3 separate regions of the Mus musculus genome follow, and all the other regions are linked to region 2. The links are chromatin contacts, called in public HiChIP or PLAC-seq maps. All regions are on one chromosome and are shown on one strand. Each heading gives the region's core, a stretch centred on a gene start, on an enhancer-like site or on the middle of the called end of the contact. The rest is flanking DNA. Distances are from core to core; before and after follow the strand shown. Region 1 holds the start of 1700096J18Rik (RIKEN cDNA 1700096J18 gene). Region 2 holds the start of Wipi1 (WD repeat domain, phosphoinositide interacting 1). Region 3 overlaps Rgs9 (regulator of G-protein signaling 9).

The links. HiChIP or PLAC-seq counts read pairs in DNA pulled down with a chosen protein or histone mark.
Region 1: a contact with region 2 is called in an H3K27ac HiChIP or PLAC-seq map of acute myeloid leukemia, with 4 times the contacts expected there. The contact joins the promoter of 1700096J18Rik here to the promoter of Wipi1 in region 2. A contact is called at or near these places in 14 of 39 promoter capture datasets (the 3T3-L1 cell line, 3T3-L1-derived adipocytes, the C10 cell line and 8 more), 2 of 15 datasets of contacts at CTCF or cohesin (the G1E-ER4 cell line and large pre-B cells), 16 of 484 Hi-C or Micro-C datasets (B cells, the Ba/F3 cell line, the G1E-ER4 cell line and 8 more), 21 of 115 datasets of contacts at active chromatin or transcription factors (the HPC-7 cell line, acute myeloid leukemia, astrocytes and 14 more) and 3 of 9 other capture datasets (adipose tissue, liver and pancreatic islet).
Region 3: an H3K4me3 HiChIP or PLAC-seq map of bone marrow-derived macrophages shows a contact between it and region 2, with 6 times the contacts expected there. The contact joins the enhancer-like site here to the promoter of Wipi1 in region 2. A contact is called at or near these places in 6 of 39 promoter capture datasets (the C10 cell line, the HPC-7 cell line, cranial neural crest and 3 more), 1 of 15 datasets of contacts at CTCF or cohesin (CD8 T cells), 3 of 484 Hi-C or Micro-C datasets (the N1E-115 cell line, bone marrow-derived macrophages and forebrain), 9 of 115 datasets of contacts at active chromatin or transcription factors (acute myeloid leukemia, bone marrow-derived macrophages, craniofacial prominence and 4 more) and 4 of 9 other capture datasets (adipose tissue, liver, macrophages and 1 more).

What each region holds. Positions count from the first base shown.
Region 1 is chr11:109,344,200-109,348,353 of GRCm38.p6, forward strand. It overlaps 1700096J18Rik (RIKEN cDNA 1700096J18 gene), which reads left to right and starts at 2,668. Exons shown (of 2, transcript NR_027883.1): 1 at 2,668-2,853. 1600015H23Rik (RIKEN cDNA 1600015H23 gene) reads left to right here. Exons shown (of 2, transcript NR_166879.1): 2 at 38-454.
Region 2 is chr11:109,609,605-109,613,303 of GRCm38.p6, forward strand. Wipi1 (WD repeat domain, phosphoinositide interacting 1) reads right to left here and starts at 1,785. Exons shown (of 13, transcript NM_145940.2): 1 at 1,629-1,785. The coding sequence starts at 1,708. Gm11685 (a long non-coding RNA gene) reads left to right here and starts at 3,583. Exons shown (of 3, transcript XR_880280.2): 1 at 3,583-3,699.
Region 3 is chr11:109,268,563-109,272,200 of GRCm38.p6, forward strand. Rgs9 (regulator of G-protein signaling 9) reads right to left here. Exons shown (of 19, transcript NM_011268.2): 8 at 361-442. Among named protein-coding and RNA genes, the nearest start is that of Rgs9, 28 kb to the right of the region's middle. Within about 2 kb of position 1,374, at least 84 of the 459 cell types and tissues checked have an H3K27ac peak or open chromatin away from gene starts, as enhancers often do. A contact at or near this core is called in CD8 T cells, the HPC-7 cell line, the N1E-115 cell line and 4 more, where this site is marked.

The sequences.
Region 1 (4,154 bases), core at 1,418-3,917, 260 kb before region 2:
AAACAGCCTCTGTTTCTGCTTTCTTCTGTCTTTCCAGGAAGCACTTGGAACAGGATATAAAGGCAGCGCTTTCCACCCAGCCTGACATCCTGCTTCCAGATGCAAGACTCTGAGCAGGCACAAGGACATTCCCGAAGCAGCTGGGAGCAGGGAGCTTGAGGTCAAAATCCAAAGTCTAGTGGCTTCCAGCTTGGCCCTCACTTCGCCCTCCTTCTCCTCTTCTTGGCCCTCAGATATTTAGAATGATGCATTACACTCCGTAGTGGTTTGTGTAAGTGTCCCCCCCCCCCCAGCCCTGGCATCTAGACACTTGGTGTGGTCCCCACTTGGTGGCGCTGTGTGGGGAGGCTGTGCCACAGTCTGCTTCATTCAGCTCCCTGAGGTTAGCACTGTCTGATATTACTAACTGGAATTTTCCAGGAATAAAAAAAAAATCCATTAGTGTCTTCGCTGACCGGAGTATATGATTATAATTGTCCTATTTATTATTAGCCACTGTTGTGATGCCTAATTTATGACTCAAACTTTGCTGTCTGCAGTGTCCAGACTGGGAAATAAACAAAGTGCATGTGCGATTCAGAACTGGCTACAGTTTAGTGCATCCTTGGAGCATCCTGACACACATCTCTCTGGATAAGGGAGGGTCACTGTACATAAAATGGGAACAATGGCATTCCCAGCTTGTGTCATGGGACATACCACCTGACTATATGCCGGGAACTGAACTCAGGTCCTCCACAAGTGTAATGTGTACCCTTAGCCACCGAGTCATCTCTGCAGCTTGGCTGATGGCGTTGTTGCTTTGTCTAGTTTTGTTTTAGGTAGATTCTCATGCTCCTGTCTCTCAGGCTGGCTCCGTGTGGCTAGGCATGACTTTGGACTTCCGATCCTCTCACCTCCACATCCCAAGCGCTAAGATTACAGGCAGGCACCGTCATACTCAGGTTTATGTGATGTTGGGGATGGAACTCAGGACTTCCTTCAAGCCGAGAAAGCATGGTACCAACTAAGTTACATTTCCAGCCTTCAAATTGGTTATCTGTTATATTCTAAATCTCTCTGAAACGTAGTAGTTTTACCATAACAATGGACACTATTTTATATAGTTCCAGAAGCTCTAGAATTTGGAAGTAGTTCAGCCTCGGGGCCCCACCCAGGGTCTCTTGTGAGGTCACAGGCATTGTTACCTGCCTAGGGTTGAGCTGCAGTGACTCTCAACCTTCCTAATGCTGCAACCCTTTAATTCAGTTCCTTACCACAACCATGAAATTATTTCATTGCTACTTCATAACTGTAATTTTGCTACTGGTGTGAATTGTAACACAAATATCTGATATGCAGGATATCTGATATATGACTTCTAAGGATTTTCGACCCACTGGTTGAGAACCACGGAACAAGGGTCTGTTTCTGATACTGGTGTGGCCTCTGTGTTGGTGTTGCCTATAGGCAAGAAGCATCAACTCTTTGCCACACGATCTCTCTCCAGGGGGCCACTTGAGTGTCCCCACAAGATGGCAGCCAGCTTCTCCCCTGCCAGGTGACTCAAGAGAATACAGAAGCTATGGTGTCTTTTATGATCTACCTTCAGAAGTCCCCCTATACCACCTTGTTTACCCAGGATGGCCCTGTCTATTTGGGGAGGGGGCTACAGAAGGACAGGAACACTCATTATTAGCTACTTTTCTTGTTGATGACTAAATATCTGACAAGAAATGATTTAAGGACTCAGGATGTATCGTGGTTGAGTTCTGGGTTCAGCTCCAAGGACTACAAAAAATGAACATGGTGGTATGTACCTGTGATCTCAGCACTTATGAGGGTTAGAAGTTCATGGGCTTTCTCTGGTTTAATGGTAAGTTTGAAGACAGCCAGAGATATGGGTGGTCCTGTCTCAAGAAGTAGAAGGAAAATTGTAGGAGGGGAAAGAGGAGGAGGAGGGAAAGGGGGAGGAGGAAGAGGAGAAGAAAAAAGAAGAGGGGGAGGAAGAGGAAGGGGAGAGGAAAGAAGAAGGTGAGGAGGAGGGGGAGGGAGAAGGAGGAGGACTTAAGAGAAGGGTTGATCCTAGCTTATAGCTTGAAGTCTGTCATGATGGGGATGAAGCCATGGCTGGAATGTGAGATAGCAAGTTACATTGAGTCTCTAGTCAGAAAGCTGAGAACAGACAGGAAATGGGGCTTCCAGGCAATAAGAACTCAAGGTCAGGGCCCCCAGCGGCTTGCTTCCTCCAATAAGGTTTCACTTTCTGAAGGTTCTACAACCTTCCCAAACAGCGTCACCTGCTGAGGACCAAGTGCTCAAACACAGGAGCCTGTGGGGGACACTGCACATCCAAATCACATTACAAAAGGAACCATGTTGGCGTGCTATCCTGTGTGAGCCAGAGACCGGGCCCCACAGTTCAGATGGGAGAGAGAGAAAAGAAAGAGTCCTAGGGAACACTAGGATTGTTCTTAGCTCACTCTTTATGATATCTGTTGCCTTCCCTTCCCCCTCATGCCCCGCACCCCATTCTTTCCTCCAGTCAGATGTGAGGACTGAGTCTTTTATAATCAGAAGGGCACGGGGAAGAATGAGACTGTTTACACAGGCAAGCAGAACCTTTGTGAGGCTTTGGGGGGTGGGGTGGGGGGTGGGATGACCTAATGAGTTAAATGCTTGCTGGGCAAGTGTGAAGACCCAAGCGAGTGTGGATTGCCAGCCAGCACCCACTCAGAGCTGAGCCAGAGAGCATGTCTCCAGTCCCTAAGGCAAGTTGTGAGGTAAAGACGGGAGAGTCCACGGAGGCTGAGAAGCCAGCTAGCCTGTGGGCACTGCAGTGGACAGGAGACCCTGTCTCAGGCAAGGTACAAGGTAAGGACAGATGCCTGAAGTTGTTCTCTGGCCTCCACATGACCAGCATGGTATACATACCTGCACTCTCACCAAGAATGTACACACACACAATATACACACAACACACACACACACACATACCACACACACACAACACACACACAACACACACACACACAACACACACAACACACACAACACACACAACACACACACACACACACACACACACACATGATTTTTATCTTAAAACAACCATATGAGAGACCGTGAAAGGATTGGCAGACACTGAGAAGGGAAAATGTTTATAAATGAGTGGAAGAGGCAGAGGAGACTGTTCAACAAGAGCCAAACAAACACATTTAAGCCAGCTGGAGTAAGACAGTAAACGGTAGGGCATAGGGTTTGGCTGAAACATGTTCAAAGTTCCTGCAGGCTTGTTTGATGTGGGGATTTAGGCTGAGTAAATGGATTTGAGGAGTGTGAAAAAAAATTCTCCTCCGAGGGACATTTCAGGAGCTTGTCCCCGTAGGGTCAAGGCAATACCAGGAAGCGAACTTTAATAGCTTCCTTCTATCAGCGTAGGAAGCTGAAGCCGATAAGGAGTTGGAATGGAGTCTCCCAGTTTGAGGAGCTTCCCCAAAAGGAAACTTTGGAGAGGGAGATAGTCTGTGTTTACACAGCATGCCTTCGATGTCTGCACTTTACACAAGCTGTATCCTAGGGCCAGGCTGAAGATAGAACTGCCTGACCTAGAAAAGCCTACGTCTGGGCACAGTGCCCAACCCAGCACTGGGAGGGAACTTCTGCCCAGCCCTGCCCAGCCCAGGGGCTCAGAGTGGGGGTGGGGGACTCCCTGAGCACAGCAGACACTACACAGGATGTACTCAGGGTTTAAGCAAAGCCCGGAGGGTGGTTTGGAGAGCTAACCGCTCAACTTTTAGTATTGGGGTGAGGGATGTAGTACAATGGTAATATCATACTTGCACAGGGCACTACAAGTCCTAAGTTCTATGCCCAGCACCACTAAGAAAGTGAAGGGGAAGGAGACTCTTCTAGTTCATTCTCCCATTAACAAAAGGACATGTTACAAGAGGCCCCTGATGTATGATATCTGTCCACCCATCTAACAATAAAACTTAATGAAGATTGGTGTAGGTTCCCTAAATACTCCCCGAGTGTTCCCAAAAGGAGCACCCATGATTTGCGCATCAGTGGGTTTGTTCAAGATGATGCAGGTTGGGGCGGCACGATTTGAATCCACGTCGCTCCTTGAAAGCTGACCTTGGGCAGCTGTACTGTAGGGTCGGGGAGTCTCT
Region 2 (3,699 bases), core at 535-3,034:
TTTAAAAACAAAGACATACTAATTTCAGTGCCTGCAGGCTGGCATATAGCTTGGTGGTTGAGTCTTCGCTCAGGGTGACTGAGACATTGGGTCTTAGGCTCAGTACCCTGCAGGCTCCCTACCCCTGCCCTGCTCACCCTATCACACAAGGAAATGGGGCTGGACTTGTCTGGCATGTATAGGGTACCCTGAGTTCCATCATCAGCACTATACAAACAGAGTGTGATGGTACTTCTTGTAATGTCAGTATTCCAGAACGTGAGCCAGGAGGATGAAACTTTGACATTCATCCTCCTCTACTAGGGAACTTGAGGCTGTCCGGATTACATGAGACAACGTTAAAACCAAGCAAGAACAAAATCCCAAGAAAATGCCACAAGGTACCCCACTTAATAGTTTGTGCATATTACATATCTATGGCTATGGGGAGATGTTGTAAGATGTACTTTTTTATTGTGGGTTGTGGTCAGAGGCAGCCTGAGAGTCACTCATGTAGCCAAGCTGTCGAATTACTGGATTATATGATTACACACACAGATTTTTCAAACAAAGACATATTGTTCAGAGCAGGGGTTTTTCAAACAGAAACACAAAGGGAATGAAAACCAGGGCTGCTTATGGCCTTAATTACACCAACGAATGAATGTTCAATATTAGCACAGTTCAGCTAGCAGCAGCCAAGGCACAAGCCTGAAGCTGAGCCCAAACCAGGAACAGAGCAGAAACTGGTACAGCCGGAAGTGGGACACTGGGAAGTGGTCATCCCTGCCCTGATGCTTCAGGGCTCCACATTCCAAAGAGATTAATCCATATGGTCCCCAGGCTGGCTTGCACAAAAACAGGGAAGAAAACAGTAGCTTGTGTCTTAAGATTCAATCCTGCAGATGCCTAGAACTCAGGCAAGCAATCCCTTGTTTATGGACCAAAGTCTAAACGTTGACCATCATAGTGAAACATTAAAAAGCCACTTAAAAGCAACAGGGTGGAGCGCCTGCTTCAGGGATGGGAAGCTGTCTGGGGCAGAGAAAGGGCTCCTGAGCTTCCAGGAGATTCCTGGGACTGGGTGGACAGCGAGTAAACACAGAAAGGCAAATAAAGAAAAGCTTCCTACGGCCAAAGAGACCAGCCAAGATGCCCAGTGCTGGGGCTGGTCGGGCCACAGGGATAGACTGACTGTTTGTCCGAGGCCCTGCCCAAATGCCACGTTGAGATACTCAAGGACAAATGGTAAAGTTTTTCTTCATCTTTCCGACTCTCTGCATCCTCCCTCTTGAGTCAAGTTGCACATTCCTCCCTTCCCTCACCTTTGTTTTGGTCCCTGATCTCCCTTTCGGTCACTAGGTGGCCCACACCAAGTCCCTCCCCCACATTCAAGGTCCCCCCTCCGCCCTCCTTGCTGACTTGTTTGGGTCACCCTAGCCGGCTCTTTCTGGCAGGCGCTGGCTGGCAGTCGTCTGGGTGGGCTCAAACCCCTACAGCCGAGCAACGCCGCGACACAGGCTGCCCTGCCGAGGTACCATCGGCGCGCAGGCCCCGGCTAGCCACCAGTTGCGTTACAGGACAACACCCTTTGGTGGCGACATTCTGTCCCCCACTTCCCTGGCCAGGGGGCTGGCGCCGTGGCTTACGTGCAGTCTTGGTTGAAAGAGAAGCAGCTGAGCGCCGCCTCCACTCGGCCCGGAGGGGCATCTGCGGCTTCGGCCTCCATCGGGGGCTCGACCCGAGAAGCCGCAGCTCTGAGCGGGGGACAGCCACCTCAGCAGCCCGCCCGCGCCGGCTCCGTGGGCCGGCTTGCCGCGTCGGTCCCGCCCCGGGCTCGCCTCCAGACAGACCCCGCCCACTCAGATACCACTTAGCTCCGCCCCTCCATCGTAAGACCCCGCCCTTACACGATTCCCATTTAGCTCCGCCCCACTCCAAACCCCCGCCCCTCCTTCAGAGAATCGGCTGGGTCCTAAAACAGCCAGGCCACGCCCCTGCCTCAAGTACCGCCCCTCTCGGCTCTAGCCCTGCCTGGGACCTTCAGGACCCGCCCTACACATTTCCCACTTAGCCTCGCCCTCTCCACTTCGGGCACCTAGCCCCACCCCCTCACAGCCCTAGCTCCGCCCTGAGCCAACCAGGCCCCGCCCCGAGCCTCCTTCTACCTAGCTTGGTAGCCCCGCCCCCTCTCCAGGCCGTCTCTGTCCCCACCCCGCCTCTTTATCACTGGGAACAGAACTGCTGACCGAACAGAGCCTTCCGCAGACAGCCAGGATTGGCCACCAACTCTTTTAGTCAATCAATAGGGCTAGTGGGCGGGACAGCTGTTGACGACCCGCCCCCTAGTCGGAGAAACCGTTTGCCATTGGCCGAAGGTGCGCGAGGCAAAGGCAGCAGGCCACGTGGTGGTGTTTTCATTGCCAGAGCGTCCAGAGGGTGAGGAGGAGGAGTGGAGCTTCAGGCTTCAAGCCTGCCTTAGCGTCGGAGACAACGCCAAGGAGGCGGGCGGACGCCTGCTTCCTTGCCCGCCCGCTAAGCTTACAGCAGTTGTAGTTGAAATCAGTAGACATCAAAGTCCAGCCGTTTTGGAGAGCCCTTAAGCTTCTCGGAAAAAGATCCCCAGCCGATTAAGAAGCCACATACAGCCCCACAGTTGAGAAAGAGCTCTTGCTAACCCCGACCCTTACATTAACAATATTACCTTGGTATGTTCCTACCCGATTTACTGAAAACCCGGTTAAAGCACTGGCTAGACTATATTATCTAAAACCAACAATACACAGCGGCATGTGAAAGGGTCTTCTTTCAGGACTTGTTATCATACAACTTTGCTCAGCAGTATTTGACCAGACATTCGATTTGTATAGAAAGGAGAGAAACTAGAATACTGTACAAGACAGTACAGCTTGAAGCTCATGTCGTTTGAGATGCATTCTGAAGCAAACTGGAGATTTGCTTCCCAAGCTTGTATACAATTGGTTGTGAGGTGCCTGGTGTGGGTTCTGGGGAACAGAATTCCGCTCATCAGTAAAAACACTGCTGAGCCATCTCTACAGCCTCTGAAATCTTCATCATCGCCATTATTATTACTATGATGATAATGGTGTCACAGTTCTGTAGATTGTGGCAATTCGGTTCATATCCAGCCACCTTGTTTATTATTTATTTATTTTGGATACATTGTCTCAAGCTATAGTCCACCGATCCTCAAGCACTTGGTAACTGATCCTCCTTCCTTGGCTTCCCAGGTCATAGGATCATGGGGTGAACCATCATACTCAGCCATGTTTCCCCAATTCCTGATGAAATGATACATAACATGTACGGATGTTTAGAATGGATGAACAAGAGAGCCTGTTTTGCATAAACTTTTCTTATTGGTTGGTTCTCCTGTTTGGGTTTTCCCAGATAAAATGTAACAGTTTACTTTCTCAAGTCCAATGCTCTGTCGACTCACAGATCTGGCCCGGATGATTGCTATAATCCAACCCCAGAGTAAAGAATTGCTGTTTGGATGTTTTGGTCATCTTAACAAGCTTTTCAGTCCTAGCTGCATCTCCCCCTCCCACCTCCCAGCTCAGCTCAATGCTGCCATCTTTTCGGTTTGGTTGAAAGAGGAAAGAGCCTGGCAGTCTAGGCGCTAAGCTTTTGGAAGTATTAGATGAAGTGCACACTATGGTTTTAAAGTGGGGCCTATTATCAGTTTGTTAATTAAGC
Region 3 (3,638 bases), core at 124-2,623, 340 kb before region 2:
TGCACAGGACATCTGTGTCTGTCTGTCTGTCTGGAGATGCACAGGACATCATCTCTGCTCTCAGTGTCTTGTTTTTTTTCTCATTCGGGACCTGTGTTCCCAGATCTTCTTATTTCCTTAAACCTCAACAACAAAAATTCCAAACCCTCACAAAAGATGAGTCGATTCCCGTTGCTTGGTACTTAACACTGACAGACAAGCTGTAAGGACCCCACCAAGAAGACACAGCACAAGGCAGCCCACACCAGATAATCCAGTTCAACTCTTGTTGGCGACAAGAAGGTGGGAAGCCAGAGGCAGCTGTGCTGCGGTGAGCACAGAATGGGGAGGAGTCAGGGGAGAAAGGGAAGCCTTACTTACCGGACTTCGGTGCACCAGCCAATACGCCTTCTCCTGGCAGTCCAGCGCGTACCTGTCGGCTTTGTTCCTTTCCTTTCCAGTCCTAAAACAACACAAAAGCTAGGCTCAGGGCGAGCAGTGCTTCACATCTTAAGGTCTAAGATGACCCCCATTCCTGATGACCTGGACCGCTTTCCCCACCTGCTCAAAGAATGTACATAAAAAACACAGCAAGCACTGCCAATAGCACATCACTCTTTTGCTCCGGGTACCGTTCCAACATGCATGGACTCATTCGATCCTAGCAACTTGGTGAGGTCCCTTTGTCTTGGTGGGCTCCTTAACAGTCTGTCACTCACTGTTAAGTACAAAAGATGAAGGAAGAGGAGGAGTGGAAGGCCCTGTATGTGGGGGCGGGGGGGGTGGGCTGCTGCATCCTCTCTGGGAATTGAGAATGTGTTCCACTTCTTCATGGTACTGGGCTGCATGACTTAGGTGCTGTCACCATGACCAGCTCCAGAATCAGATCTGTCACCAAAGTCACTACGAAGCGAGCAGAGATGATCATGTGACCCAGTGGCCTCCCTGACTTCATACTGGTTTCCCTGCTTCAGCAAACAAGATAATCAACATCCCAACAGGCAGATGGGTAACAATCCACACCAGAGCTATGCTGGAGCAACGAGTGTCTCAGGAAGTCCTATTTTTCTCCTGTTTGTCCTTCCCTGTCCCTCCAGTGAGGCGGTGACAAGTCATAGCCTTTTCTCAGTCCTGCTGGGGACTGTAAAAGGTTATCCTGTTTTGTCTAATCATCTCCCCTTTGCCACCGCAGGAGGAAGTGATGCCGGGCCTCCCCCTCCGGAAGGGAAGAAGTACTCATTATCACGCCAAGAGCACCAGTCCCACTTCCAAGGCTAGCTGTGCTCACATTTATTAACGTCTGTTTTCCCAGGCAACGGGCAACACGAGATGACGCAAACACCCTCCTCACACAGAGGTGGTGGATTTACTTCCTCGTTAATGTTCTGTGAAGAGCATAATAGCATCCAGAGAGCCAGATGGGTGAGCAGCGCAGCCATTCCAGGAGGGTGTTCTACCAACCTCCTCTGGAAATTAAATAGAAACATTGTTGCCCCTATTCCCCTTAACAACCTAATGGATTTTCTACCAGCGTAACCAGCCGGAGTCCTCGGGAGGATGGACCACAAGCACCCTGAGGTTTGCGTGGTTTCTATAATACTAGCCAGCCTTGTAAATGGAGCCCATCTTTAATGAGACCAGCTGGCCTGTCTGGACTTGCTCAGCAGCAGCACTGTGCGGAGGTCAGGAGAGCTGTGACAGATCCCAAAGAGCCAGTAAATAAGGAATTCATCGAGTTGCTCATGTGACTTTTTTTTTCACAATTCCATTTGTTTAATCTTCTGCTCATTCATGGATTTATTGATCTCCTACTATGTTCCAATTACTGGGAGTCAAAACATAGCTCCAGCCTTTGAGTGGTTTTTAGTCTAAGCGTTGCAAGAGTACTCAAGTAAATACAGACTTGCCTGTGGTGTTCGTACTGTGAGAAAACATTATGAAAACAGAAGCAAAATCAAAAACGGTCTCTGTAGTGATTCAGAAATGTGTCTCCAGGCCCTTCCTGTGGATGGAGGGGTCTGTTTCCCCTCCCGCTTAGAACCAGGTGGAGTTTTATGCTGACTTCCACCACTAGAGTGTCGGGCATAGCGTGTGTAATTTACGAGGCTGGGCCACAAAAGAATGAGCAAGTCACATAGCCACAAGAGGAGGAAAAAAAGGAAGAGGAAGAACACACACACACACACACACACACACACAGCGGGAGGGGCTCAGCATGACAAAAACTCTCTCTACAGGCAAGCCCACATGGCCCATCTAGTTTTGTGGTAGGATTCCACATCTAAAATCCATGAGTTAAGTCATGGAGTTAAGGGGACACTGGTGTCTCAGAAGAAAGGAGTCTTTTAGGAATTCCCTGTCCCACAGAGCCTCAAGTGAGGAGAGGAATCTCTGAAGAGTCTGGGTACTCAGACTTATCTAGGACTTCTGGAGGAGGAAAGTGGGAGCCACTGAGACAGCTCTGAGCGGCAGCTCCTGGAAGGGTTTTGTCAGGGTGTGGGTGGCTGAGATTGTCCCACTCAGAGCACAGAAGTAGCAGAGGGCATGGAGGGGCTGGGGAAAGAGACAATTCCATCTCCTTGCTCCTGGGCTCAGCTTAGGGCTGGAACCCACTAGAAACACAAAAGTGTTATGCTGAATAGAATTGAGTCATTCTAGCCCAACCAAGTGACCCTGACCAAGTAGTGTTAGCCTCTCCGAGCCTCCATTTCCCAACTAAAAAGATCAGGAGGGACAAGGACTATGACCCCGAGCCTTTCTGCCACACCAAGTTAAAATAAGATGGCACCTGTGAACACCAAAAGAAGCCTTGTAAACAAATGTCAATGGCGTGTTAGAAAGTTCCCTCCACGTTTCTTTGTCTCAAATACGTCAGACAGGAACAGGTTAGTGGCTAAGAAAGCAATGGCAGATCTCTCACCAGTGCCACATGTGAGCATGCCGGTCAATTGTTATTGTCAACTTGTCTGGATCAGAATTACCTAAGAGGCAACTATGTGGCCGTGCCCATGAGGGAGTTTCTAGAGAAGTTTAACTGAGGTGGGAAAACCCCTCTTGAACGTGGGCTGCACCATCACATGGTCTGGACTGAACAGAGACGTCAAGGCAAGCTGAGCACCAGTGCTTCCTGAGGGCGGCTGCAGGGGGACAGGCTGCCTCACGCTCCTGCCGTCATGATTTCCCTGCCGTGATGGACTGTGACCACAAAGTGTGGGCCAAAATAAACCCTTCACTCCTGCATACTATGACCTCACATTGGTTCCTAGGCTTGCCACCCTAGGTCCTGAAGTAAGAGAAGGCATGTCTAAGCTGCAGATAGCCTACAGTAGACATAAGACGAGCAAGAAATGAACCTTGTGGGCTGGAGAGATGGCTCAGCAGTTAAGAGCACTGACTGCCCTTCCAGAGGTCCTGAGTTCAAATCCCAGCAACTACATGGTGGCTCACAATCTACAGTGTACTTACATATAATAAATAAATCTTTGAGAGGGAGAGAGAGAGAGAGAGAGAGAGAGAGAGAGAGAGAGAGAGAGAGAGAGAGAGAGAGAAAGGGAAGGGGAAGGGAAGGGGAAGAAGGGGAAAGGGAGGAGGGGGAGAGGAAGGGGGAGGGGAAGAAGGGGAAGGGGAAGAAGGGGAAGAAGGGGAAAGGGAGGAGGGGG